2 separate regions of the Anser cygnoides genome follow, and region 2 is linked to region 1. The links are chromatin contacts, called in public Hi-C maps. All regions are on one chromosome and are shown on one strand. Each heading gives the region's core, a stretch centred on a gene start, on an enhancer-like site or on the middle of the called end of the contact. The rest is flanking DNA. Distances are from core to core; before and after follow the strand shown.

Region 1 (6,567 bases), core at 1,591-4,090:
ACAAAGAAATCAGAGAGTTCAAAGTGTTTATGAATCACTTTGAGCAAAGGCACCCCATGAGCTGGGGTGATGCAACTGTACAATGGGGTTTGCTTCTCGCAAACAGGATGAAGTAGGAGGGCCCAGCTAATGTCTCAGTGTATGTGTGATCCTTGGGCACACTCTCCTTTGATCATGAATATAGGCTATCACCATGTTATATTAAAAGCCATTTTTTTTGTTTTGTTTTATTTATTTTTTCCTCTTTATTGCTAGTATCTCATCAACTTTGTTACCCCTATATCAAACGAGGCAACAGAATGATGGTGGGAAAGGTGTTTTTAACAGTGTCCCTTTGGTTTGGCCTTGTCATTTGCAATTCAAGCAGGCCAAATTCACTGCCGCGCACCTCCTTAAAATGCAGCGTAGAATGGCAAGGCAAAATATATGTTACGGAGACGGATTTCAGCAGCAGACAGAAATACTCTCGGGTGTTTTGTTTTTTTTTTTTTTAAAGGGATATAAGACGCTGTCTTTCTTCCCCGTGCTGACGGCTGTCAGGGGCTGTCAGGAAGCAAGATGTCCCGGGAATCGCTGTAATGAGCCAGGATGTTTCCTCCCGGGTCGCCGAGCGGCCCCACGCGGGCTCGCACCCCACGGGCACCTCCGCGCCCTTTCCGCCCTCCTCTTGGTTTAATTAAGCGGCTAATGAGAGCCGGGGGGGGGGGGGGGGGGGGGGAGGGGGCCGTGTCCCCCTCCTCCTCCTCCTCCTCCTCCCCAGGACCCTCCGCCCCGCTCCACGCCCTGAGGGGCTGGATGGAGGCAGGCGGCAGGGCCGGGCTGCGGGACGGCCCCCGGGGCTCTTCGGTGCGGCTGGGTCCTGTCACCAAACCCCAGCCGTCCCCCAACAATGTCCCAGCCGTGTCCCAGCCGTGTCCCGGCCACGTCCCTGCCATGTCCCGGCCCTGCCCCGGCCGTGTCCCGGCGGTCCCCGGCCCGGCGAGGCTCAGCGCTGCCACCTCGCGTCCCCGCCGCGCCCCGGGCCGGGGAAGCCCTCAGGAAATGGAGGGACGTTTCTCCTCCTTTCAAGTTGTTAAAAAGCGGCGGAATTTGGCCCGTGATCCTAAAAGCGCGTTTCAGATGGGAGCTGGACGCTCACGGTGTGTCCCCACGCTTAAACCTAGGGAGCTTGCAGGCGCTTTTCGGTTCAGTCAGAGGATTAGGGGTGGAAGCAATTAGCTAAAAGGAGACGGCCAAGAAATCATAACAAAGTGCTTTAACAGAGTTTCACGCCGTATCCTTGCCATTCCTTCATCAAGGAGTTCTAAAGGGTGAGTTTGCTAATGTGGGAAGCTTTCATTTGGGAACCAATACACCTCTGTCCATCCCGCACACACACAGTGCTTGAACCACGCTGACACCACGGTGGCTGCTTCCACCAAAGCCACGCTTAATTTGAAGACGCACTTAATTTACCTGGGGGTCATCTTACTGGGGGCATCGAGACCTTGCACACCATAACACATCTAACGGAAATGTTATCTGCAGTTCTTTGTTTCCACATCTCTGCCCATTGGTTCTTAGTTCTGCTTTAATCTGTCTGGAAGAATATCTTACATGCTGTGTGGTTTAAACAAATTCACCTTTCTACGCCAAATGAGGACTGAAATCCCTCCCTTTCGATGCCCTTGCTGACAGGTGGAGCTGCCAGAAGCTGAGGACTTCTTCCAAGCCCAGTTTGTCAGGCTGCTGCACGTGAGTGTAAATACACACGAGTGTAAATAGCCCCAGCAGTGCCTCCTGACACCCTGAGCCCTGCTGTCCATAGAAGCTGCTGGGCTGCGATGCAACAGTTTGCGTGTCAGCTCTGGGGCTGAGGGGAAGAGCATCGAACAATTTGCCTCTCACAAAGCCCAAAGGTGAGAAACTCACCAGTGTCACCGGGTGTCCTCAGGGAAGCCAGAAGGCAACATTTCACCCAGTGCTTACCAGGAAGTGCTAGGTATCGATTTTGCAAGCAAAGCACTAATTTGGAGGTACCTCAGGAAGCACTCCCAGTAACACAGGTGACCTCCTGGGTGGCGTGTCAGGCACTCACGGCTTCCCTTGGCCCTTGGCAATGCAATGGTGTAAGTCCGATGTGGCACCTTAATATTCAAGGCTTGCTCTCAAACCAGCTGGAAATGCTGCTCAGGGGTGCTATCGTACACTTTGTTGCAGAAACGCTTAATATATAGGTAATATGTATGCGGTATATATGTGGTATATATGTGGTATGTTATGTGGTATGTATGCAACATATGTGTGATATGCATGCAATATGTGAACAGATGTGTGACATGCAATACACATAGCACCTAAAACTTTCAGCCCTCCCGGAGCGTGCTTTCCCTTTGGTTCAAAAACCGGTGCTGCGTGCAGCAAACACCACCAACAAACAAACCGCCGGGATTGCCGTGCCGGGGCCGCTGTCCCGGCGAGCGGCGCGTGCAGCCCGTGGGGAGCAAGGCGGCCTCGCCCCCCCCGTTGCCGTGCATGGGGTGCGGGTGCAGGGTGCACGCCCCCGCAGGGCTGGTGCAAGGCCGCGCGGTGCTGCTGCTGCTGCTGCGGGCAGCGGCGGTCGCGGGGCGCGGGGCGGGCACGTGCAGGCAGGGCGGGGCGGGGCGGGGCGCGCGGCGCCGCCCCGCCGCGATGAGGTCAGCGCCACCGCTTCCCATTGCACGCCGCCCTCCCTGCTGCGCCGCGCCGGCGGCCAATGGGCGGCCGGCGGGCGGCGCTTGGCACGCGGACGCGTTGGATACAGCGCGCCATTGGCCGCGGCGCGGGCCGCGAAAGGATAAAGCGGCGCGGGGCGGGCGCGGGCGCCGCTCTCAGCTGCAGCCGGAGCAGCGCGCGCGGGGCGGGAGGGGCGCGAGCGAGCGAGCGAGTGCGGGGGGCGGCTCCGCGGGGCTCCGCGCGCGCGGACGGGAGCGGAGCAAAGCGGAGCGGAGCAAAAAGAAAAGCGAAGCAAAGCGGAGCAAAAAGCAAAGCGGAGCAAAGCAGCAGCAAGCAGCAGCGGAGGACGGGGCTCGGCGCCCGGCTGGCCGCTCTTCCTGCCGGGACGTACACCTTCGTGCTTTTTTTTTTTTTCCGTGCCTTTTTTTTAAATTATTGTTAATTTTTCTTTTTGATTTTTTCTTTTTTTTTTAATTTTTTTTCTGAGGTTTTCTTTTCCCTCGCCACGGCCACGTTCTGCCTGCACGAGCCGCCCGCCGCCGCCACGGGTGCCGCAGCCGGCGCTCTCGGGGGCTCGCCGCCTCCCCCCTGAAGCGGCCGGGGGCAGGCGGACGGCACCCGGCCACCGGAGCAGCCGCCGCGGGCAGAGGGGGGGGGGGCGAGCTTCGAGGTGGTGAGGAAAAAAGAAAAAAAAAAATCAGACCGACACCCCCACGCCCCCTCCAAAAAAAAAAAAAAAGCCAAAAACAGACCAAAAGCCAAAAAAAAAACTAAAAACACTCCAAGAGAAATAAAGAGCCTCCCCGAGGGGCTGCCGTCGCCGCCCGGAGGGGGAGAGCCGGTGTGGACGTGCGAGCGCTGCCGGCAGCGGGGCCGCGGCCGCGGGGGGCTGCTCCGGGCCGGGGCCGCCGTGAGAAGCTGCGCGCCCTGCCCCGCGCCGCGGCGGCGCCCAGCCCCGGTCGGCCCCCCGGCGCCGCCATGGTGCAGCAGAGCGGCACGGCGGAGAACACGGAGGCGCTGCTGGCCGCCGAGACGTCCGAGTCCGGGGCCGGTCTGGAGCTGGGCATCGCCTCGTCGCCGACGCCGGGCTCCACCGCCTCGACGGGCGGCAAGGCGGACGACCCGAGCTGGTGCAAGACGCCCAGCGGGCACATCAAGCGGCCGATGAACGCCTTCATGGTGTGGTCGCAGATCGAGCGGCGGAAGATCATGGAGCAGTCGCCCGACATGCACAACGCCGAGATCTCCAAGCGCCTGGGCAAGCGCTGGAAGCTGCTCAAGGACAGCGACAAGATCCCCTTCATCCGGGAGGCGGAGCGGCTGCGCCTCAAGCACATGGCGGACTACCCCGACTACAAGTACCGGCCCAGGAAGAAGGTGAAGTCGGGCAACAGCGCGGCCAAGCCCGGCGACAAGGCGGACAAGGCCGGGGGGGGCGGCGGGACGGGCGGCGGCACCGGCGGCGGGGGCCCCGTCGGGCCGGCGGCCGCGGCCAAGCCCGCCCCGAAGAAGGGCGGCGGCGGCCCCAAGCCCCCCCCGTCGGGCGGCCGGCCCCACGGCAAGGCGGCGGCGGGAGCCTCCAAGGCCGCCCCGTTCCCCGGGGAGCCGCCGGCCGCGCTGCTGCCGCCCGAGCACCAGGCGCTGTGCCGGCCCCCCCGCGGGGCGGCGGGCGCGCCGCCGTCGGGCCCCGGCAGGGCGGCGGCGGCCGACAAGAAGCTGAAGCGGGTCTACATCTTCGGCGGGGGGCAGGCGGCCAACGCCGCCGCCGCCTCCTCCTCCTCCTCCTCGGGCTCCCCCGGCGGCGCCGTGCCCGGCAGCCCCACGCTGGGCGGCTCGGCGGAGCCCGGCGACCCGCTGAGCCTCTACGAGGAGGGGGGCGGCGGGGCGGGCCGGCCCGACGGCGACTGCGGCGCCCCCTGCCCCTCGCCTCCGGGGTCGGGGTCGGGGTCGGGCTCGCCCGCCGACCACCGCAGCTACACCAGCCTGCGGGCCTCGTCGCCGGCCCCCTCGACGGCGCGGTCCTCCTCCGCGTCCTCCCACTCGTCCTCCTCCTCGTCCTCGTCATCCTCCTCCTCCGGCTCCTCTTCGTCGGACGACGAGTTCGAGGACGACCTCTTGGACCTCAACCCGAGCCCCGGCTTCGAGAGCATGTCCCTGGGCAGCTTCGGCTCCTCCGTGCTCGACCGGGACCTGGATTTTAACTTCGAGCCCGGCTCGGGCTCGCACTTCGAGTTCCCGGACTACTGCACGCCGGAGGTAAGTGAGATGATCTCGGGGGACTGGCTGGAGTCCAGCATCTCCAACCTGGTCTTCACCTACTGAGCTCCGCGGCCGGCCCGAGCTGGAGGAGGCGCAGACGCGGTGCCGGGAGGACTTGCCCTTCCCGTCGGGGCTCTCGGGGGGCTTTTTTGGCTGGGCAGGGGCCGGGGACACTGCTGCTGCTGGGCGCCCACCCCCTGCGAGGGACGAGCCCGGCCCTGCTTCTCCAGAGGCTGGCGGCGGCGAAAAGCTACCTTTTTCCTTTCTTATGTTTTGTCCCGAAAAGAGAGACGAGAGGGGGGGACAGAGGGGGGACTGCAGACACCTCTGGGGCCTTTGTTATCGCCCGCTTGGTGCAAAAGAGGAGGGGAGCGATGCCTTGTGCTGGATGTCTCGAGTATTTCGCCCTTTCCTGCAAAGGAGCGAGAGGAACTGCTTGAAAAAAGAAAAAACACACACAAAACTCCACCCGAGCCCTTGCAAGGTTCACGTTTTGGGGGTGAGAAAACCCGTCCCGCTTTCTTCGGCGGCGAGAGGAGGCGCCGATGATGGGAGGAGGAGAGGGGGACGGAGCTGGACTGAGAGCCTGGCTAAGGAGGAGGAGAAGAGCCAGACTTAAACGTGGGAGCCGGCTTGGGAAGATAATAATAAACTGAAACGGATTTGCACGTACGCGATGAGGTGACGGCAGCGTTTTTCTCAGTCACCTTATGCTATATGTGAAGAGAGGAAAAAAAAAAAGAAAAAAGGCCGAAAACTTTAAGAACACTGAAAACTTCTTCTGAAACAGAGACCGAGTCGGAACAGTTTCTGTAACGTTGTGGTACCGGGGACGTTGAGGGCGATTGCTTTTTGCAAAAAAAAAAAAAAAAGCGAAAATACAAAAAAAAAAAAAAAGGAAAAAAAAAAGTAGTTTTTTCTTCTTACTCAGAATCGTGATGGTGTTGGATTATTTCACTGGTGGGGTTTAATATAGCATGTTATCCTGTCTATCTTTTTAAGATTTCCGTAAGACTGTTGAACAGTTTGAAACAAATAGTGTTAGGATAATATAAAAGCAGATAGATGGCGCTATGTTTGATTCCTACAAAAATATCACCAGCTTTTTTTCATTCTTAACTCTTTAAAGGATTCAAACGCAACTCAAATCTGTGCTGGACTTTTAAAAAAAAGAAATTCAGGACCAAATTTTTTTCTCAGAGTATGTATGTGTTTGTTCCTTAGAGCTGTAAATGAAAAGACTGTTTTTTCTCACCGATGCTCCATCCTTGTATCGTTGGTTTTTTTCCTTGTAAATGTAATCGGATGCCATTTTATAAGTGGACGTATTTATACTGGCCAAACATTTTTGACTTGTATTTCTTTGTCCTTTTTTGGTAGTTCTCGTTATTACCCGCACCATTTTTATGTCTCCTTCACTGAAGGGCTAGAGTTTTAACTTTTAATTTTTTATATTTAAATGTAGACTTTTGACACTTTTAAAAAACAAAAAGAGAAGAGAGATGAAAACGTTTGATTATTTTCTCAGTGTATTTTTGTAAAAAATATATAAAGGGGGTGTAAATCGGTGTAAATCGCTGTTTGGATTTCCTGATTTTAACAACAGGGCCGCTG
Region 2 (6,567 bases), core at 2,412-4,911, 340 kb before region 1:
AACATAAGTAGGCTGCATCTAATTCTGTGGACTTCTGTTTTAAAGATACATTTATGTGTAAGTCAGCAGCTTTGTCTTGATACGCATGTCTGTATATTGCAGAGTTTTTAAAGCTTTTAGGCAAACTGACACAAAATGGCACATTAAAACAGGATTTCAAACACACTGCAAGATGTTTTCTTTAGTTTTGGGGTTTTTTATTATTATTATTTATTTTTATTTTTAAAGAGATGGTTTGTTCCAAGAAAGGAGAGAATTACTTCCTAGCTTCACTTTGCATGCTATGCACTTTGGTCACCTACCCAAGATGTACAGGAATTAAGAGTTAGAAGTCTGGTCTCTGTTGACTATACAGGGATATAACCTCGTTGTTTGGATACCTAAATGAGATACTTAAAATCAATACATCTGTTTTCCCCAAAGTAGTTGGAAAATTCTCTAGCATAGTTTATAGATTAAAGTATATAATGCTCCCTTTGTAGCATCCTGCCAAATTGCAAATAACACCTGAGCTGATGTTTTCTTATCTGGAAACTGGAAGAATTTTATTTCATAGACTGGGTGAAGTTGGAAGGGACCTCTCGAGGTCACCTTGTCCAACCCTGCTGCTCAAGCAGGGCAAGATTTGTGAAGGTCTTTCTGTGAAGGGGTTTTTTTATTGTTTGTTGGTCTAATCTAACAGGTGTCCTGTTTTTTTTTGTTTGTTTGTTTGTTTTTTACCTTCAGTTCAGACTGCAGAGCATGCCAAATTTTTCAGTCATTAAGAGGCACCTGGTAGGATACAGCCACCCAACCCTGGCCAACTTATTTCTAGAAGTGTATAAATTACAGTTAATTTAATATTATTAAGAGGGAGGAGGGATTATGTTTCTCTGTATTGCATTATGATAGTGTTAAGCAAAGAGTATACATTACTAATATGTGAAATGCATAAATGTAAACCAAATGTAATGAATAACTGAATATAATATTCAGGTTTAATTGGAAAATGACTTCTGGATTTCTTTTCAAATATTATGTCTTGTGCTCTTTTGCATTTTGTAGTTCCTATATCAAATATTGCTGGACAATTTTACCATCTTCTCCTGTTCTCACTGCAGTCATGGATAAATTTTGGTTTATTATTTAAAGTGCTCTGTGTCAAATGTAATTTGGTTTTAGTTTGATTAGAATGCGTCCTATCAGCTGATTTTGGTTACTTAGTCATTAACAATGGTTAATGTAATTGTTATTGCCGTGCTGCATCTAATATATTACACGAATGCTGAGTCTTATATGCGATATTAAAATAGTTGGGTTGCTAATTTTGCATTATTACTGATTACCCTGCTTTGGACTAAGGTGTCTTCTTGAACTAGGTAGTTGTCATATTTCTAACACCACATTATAAAAGCTCTCTTTCCTTGTGTTCAGTGTTTTTGTATAGGGTTTGATTAATAGGATTCTTATAACAGCAGAAGTCTTTCTGGGTGCTTTTGAGAGGCTTTTCTTTTTCATTTTTTCCACAGTGATCTTATTCTTTCATATTCTTTTGTCTTCTTTGTTTTTGTAGGTGTATTTTTTCCCCCCGTGTATCAATAATGTAATGATACTCTTGCGTATTTTGGGTCAGAAGACTAACCAAAATGATTTATAACGGTTTATAAGTAACATACCTTCCAAGTTGACCAAATGCACTTCAGGCTGGGCTAGGGTTAAGGGTCTCTGCCTTTACCACTTTGCCTGACTGCCTTTCAGACATGTACTGCTGTACTGCATGAACTGCGGATGTAAACAATTACTGCTCCCCGTCGTAAAACTTATACATGGTTCAGAGGGTGGAAGGGATTTTTATGAGCTTCATTTTTTACTGGTTGTGTGTCTTTTTTTTTTTTTTTAACTTTAAAGCCAATAGGTATGTGTGTATATATATATATATATATATCCTGTTCTTTTAAAGCTCAGCAGATAGAAGTGTGTGATACTGGATCAAAGGATCTTGGGTTCTGTTTCTTAATTTGGAGAAGCTTGCTACATGGTTCTGCTGTAGAAAACCAGAGGGGTTTGTTCGGTGACCTGTACAAGATATAAGTGCGTGTACTTTCAGGAAAAAAAAGTAAAAAAGAAAGTCTATCCAGCATTTAGATCCATGTGTGAAATCAGTTTAGTTCATTAAGTAATGTAGATGAAAACATCATCCAGTGGAGCTACATAGAAGTGGCCATAATGTCACTATCATTTTTTAATTTTTTGCTTCCTAGACCTGTGTATTTGCCTTAGACAGTTCTGCACCGTGTTGTGTTTAGGCCTGGTCATTCACTTCCCTGTTTTCTTTCTTCCTCCTAGCTCCTTCCTTCCTGTCCATTTGTTTTACCTGTAAAAGGACAAAGACTGAGAGCTGTGTGCATCAAGGGCTCTATCATGGCTCTCCAGAAAATGTTTGAAAGTATTATTGGCTCTAAAGTAGTACTACCAGTAATACTTGATGTAAAAATAAATGTTTGGGCAGACGGTGCAGTAAGAGGCCACCAAAGCAAGCAGAATGCCATCGTGATGGCGATGATGAAATGGCTGGCTCGGAATGAGGAACGGCAGGATCTCCAGGCCTCTGAGTGTTGCACTGTTTTTTTTCCTAGAGGACTTGTTCACAAAGTTGTGCTCCCTGCGCTCCTTGGGCACGGTAAGGCCCAAAGCCTTATGTTCTTTTTAAAACAGTCATAGGAGGTGCGCGAACGCCAACCAGCGCTTGGCTTTTTCTGCTTTTCCTCCCAAAAGGGAGCAAAGGTGAGCGTGTGTCGGCGGCGGCAGGGCCAGTAGTGTGACCCCTGGCTGTGAGGGCCAGGGGCAGAAGCCGCAGGTGCAGGCGACTCGTGCCCCATCCCAAAGGCAGCGGCAGGAGCCGGCAAAGCCTGCCGAGCACCAGCTGCTTCCCCGGCCGCCCCGGAGGAGCCCAGGGCAGTGGGTGCTCCCCACGGGGCCCCTCTGCTCCCTGGGGCCTGCCGCCGAGCATCTGCCGCCGAGCATCTGCCGCCGAGCCGGGTGCTGCCCGGGCAGGGGTGGAGGCGGCAGGTGCGGGGCTGCACGAGCCTTTTGTCCTGCACCTGCTGCACCGCAGGTAAGTATAAACAGCTGTCGGACGTAAACTGGGATTATCCGGTAGGTGGGCCTCCTGGACTGGGCCCAAATATGTGCTCTTTTTTTTTTTTTCTCGTTTTCTTTTTTGTTTCTCTTCTCCTTCTGCAGCTTGGCTCTAATCACTGTTTTGAGCCACAGTTCACAGTGCGAGCAGGCAGCAGGGGGAAGGGTGCTGGCGGCGCCGACTCAGACTGGAAACGTTCACGCTAATGCATGCAACGCTACTTGGACCCAGAGCCCTCGCATTTCGAAGGGTTGCTAGGCACTGTGCCTGTGCTAAGGTAGCTGGAAGTTGCACCACATTTAAGTTTTGAGATAAGCAGACAGCCCGTTGTTTAACTTAGAAAACATTAACTTCTTTGTGTAGCGTGCGGCAGTGTAGCAATAAGTTGAAGGGTAAAGAGAATAGAATAGAAAGTAATAGTGCTTTATTGTTTTAATAAAGGACGGTGATCACCGTGTTATCGATACTGGATTATGGAAAGAGACTTCCTTGCTGTTACCTCCCTTTATGAAACAGAAGTACATTAATGATAAACATTTACAGTGGAAAATTTAAGATACAAATATATTGCTGCAGTATGTGTACTAAGCGTAGGAAATACCACTGTAGGTCAGTACCATGGCATAGTAAATGTTTACTTTTAAAGGGCACCCTCCTTCTACAACTTTTTTTTTGAAGGCATAGTTGTGTACAAAGTGTTTATATATAAATGGTACTGTTTAGGGAAGAGTCAAGAGAAGAGAGCAGATAAACCACAGGAGAACTCATTGTGTGTGCTTCAGCCTTCTAATTTTCATTATCGTTGTGACTCTGTATTTTTTGCACATAATTAATGTGGTAAAAGAGCTATAACTGTAATTAACAAGAATAAATGAAAGTGAAAATAAACTTTCTCTTTCTTGAGCTTCCTTGAACTTCTGCGAGCACTGTAAACGGATAATTTTAAAGCATTTAAAGTGAGCAGCTTGGATTACTAAACCTGCATGGTGTCTTTGTTTGGATCTTCTTCAGGACGCAAATAAAATCTGAGGGAGGTTGTAAGCCTGGGTAGAGTAAGTGCTAGTGGCAGATGCAAGTGAGAACCTAGACAGATCAGAACAGTCATCTGGAAAATCAAACTGCTGTCCTGACTTTTGAAACAGAAGTTCTTGAAATGGAGTATGGATTTAGCAAGATGTTGCCATTGCTGAAGTGTGGTTGGAACTTGCTGAAAATTGGATTAGGTCTCACAACATCCCTTTAATAGCCTAACACATTGGAAAAGAGTGTGGTAGTTGCTCTCAAAGTTGATAGTCTTGTCTGTAAGCCTATTGGAAATAGAGCTGAACAATCAGTGTATAGTAAAAATGGTTTAGGATGTTTGGGAGATTCAAATAGATGAAAGAAGCAGCTGCTCTTCAATTGATTTTTACTCTAGGAAACAGCCGTGATGGAGAGAGTGTCAGAGTCCCCAGAGAATTCTTGAAAGAAGAAAAGAAAAAGGGAAGAATAAGGAAGTTAACTTTCCATTTTTCCATTTGGGGTTATTTAGTCTAAGTGAAAAAGGAAGGAGGAACTGATTAAGGTTAAAATTTATTTTTATGGGCGTAAAGGCAACTGTGTATAGTACATGCCCAGATAGTATGTATTGTCTGAGGGAAAAAAAAAAAAGTTTGTTTTTTTTTTTTAATGTAAAGAAGCTGTATATACAGGCACACAAAATGTTTTGTTTACAGAGTAAAATATTAAGCAGATTTTAATAATTGCTTCTTATGCAATTCATTAAGCAGATTAAAAAAAAAAACACAAAAACAACAAACACAACAACAGAACAAAAAAAACCCACAAAGATCCAATATTGATGAGAGGTGTTGGCAGTTGGAGACTGTAATCTCTCCTTCAGCATGGATTCAGATGCTGTGACACAGGGCAGACTTCTGGTCTGGTCGTACCTTTCTTTCCTGTACTGCAAAGGCCACCTTGGAATAGAGAGGGGATAGCTCAGTCTCCTGACCTGTTCAGTTCTTGGTGCACCTGCTGGAACTGCTGACCCAGTATTAGTTCCTTAGTTTTTAATTGACAGATTTTAAATGCTTTTAACACTAACTGGGGATTTGGTCATAGCTTTGCAGTTAGTGCCTTACTGAGAAGTCCTTGAATTCTGGTACTCAGTAGAAGATGAAACTCTATTAAAGGTAGTGGTCATGCATAGTGCTCTCTTATAAAACCTTCAGTCCTGCCGATGTGTAAAAGAAAAACACACTGATATGTTTAGCTGGTGAGAAAATTAAGCCACTTAATTTACAATTTTGTTTCAGATTTTCTGCTTGAGATGGATGTTTTATTGAGCACCTTTTGAGTGATACTGTTTTTGCTGAGTTTCCATTTTCAGTGAAAGACCTCATTTTCCTTAGAGTTGTTTAAAAAGGAGTGCACTTTGGCTCTGTCTAGGTTTGTTGCTTTCTCAAGATGAAACGTGTTCTGTAATGCTGGATATTTCACATACTCAGACTATGTTCACAAGAAACCATTGTTTGGCAATATAAGGTCTATATTGCCAATTTAAGGTCTGTAACCGTCTAAAATGAAGCTAATCACATTTTATTGCATTTTACATATACAATAGCCTGAAGGATTAAAATAAATTTTAGGCACCTCCCTGTGCCAAGTGAAGAGTCGAGGTTTATTCTGACCAGGAGAGTAATTTCTTCATCATTGTTTGTGATCTGTTGTGTCCTGTTGCTTTAAAAAACAGTACATTGAAATGCTGTGAAAATGTAATATATTCAAGCACTTGCAGGTGCAATAAATACATGTGATGCCAAAACCAAGTAACTTGTATATTTGAGAGGAAGACAGTGTCTTTCAAATACAGTAGTAAGACTGATTATGGTGCCATGTGCTTACTTGAATTGTTTCTTTTCAAGCATCTGCTCCCTTACTGAAAATGTATTTTTGAACACCTGCAGAGCACAACCATTTCCCACTTCCTTCCCGTATAATGGAGTTGTATTTGCTAATGTTTCAGGATCCAGCACACCCCTAGGGAGAAGGGGAAGGCACGTTTTTTTTTTTTTAATCGCTGTGAGCTCTTCTGTGTCAAGGAGCATACTGCGATAATCTGCCTGTGCAAATGCTAAAACTCATTGTGAGGTGTTTGTTGGGGGTAGCTGCAGGGCTTAGCATCTAAAACAATCCATTTGTAGGTGCAAATTATTTTATCCAAACTTTGAAATGTACTGAGCTACCCAAGGATCATGCACACTATCTAACATGGAACACAGGGGACTGTTGAATTTGCCATTGTATTGAAGAGCAAATATGCCCTAAAACTGAAGAAATAAGCAAGCCCCCAGCAGGAAGAAAGTGAAATTATCTATAGTTGAATTCTGCAACTACTGAAAAATATATGGGAAATGAACTCTTTTCCTTTTCATCTTAGCAGCCGTGTAAATAGGTTATTGGGCTGA

What was found. A called contact is a pair of places that touch in the nucleus more often than the background predicts.
Region 2: a contact with region 1 is called in a Hi-C map of liver, with 2.7 times the contacts expected there. The contact joins the enhancer-like site here to the promoter of SOX4 in region 1. A contact is called at or near these places in 2 of 7 Hi-C or Micro-C datasets (granulosa cells and liver).

The regions. Positions count from the first base shown.
Region 1 is chr2:51,739,415-51,745,981 of Taihu_goose_T2T_genome, reverse strand. It overlaps SOX4 (SRY-box transcription factor 4), which reads left to right and starts at 2,840. Exons shown (of 1, transcript XM_066992063.1): 1 at 2,840-5,710. The coding sequence starts at 3,673. The coding sequence ends at 5,016.
Region 2 is chr2:52,079,990-52,086,556 of Taihu_goose_T2T_genome, reverse strand. All of the region lies in intron 9 of CDKAL1 (CDK5 regulatory subunit associated protein 1 like 1), which reads left to right. Among named protein-coding and RNA genes, the nearest start is that of CDKAL1, 230 kb to the left of the region's middle. Within about 2 kb of position 3,661, at least 2 of the 3 cell types and tissues checked have open chromatin away from gene starts, as enhancers often do. A contact at or near this core is called in liver, where this site is marked.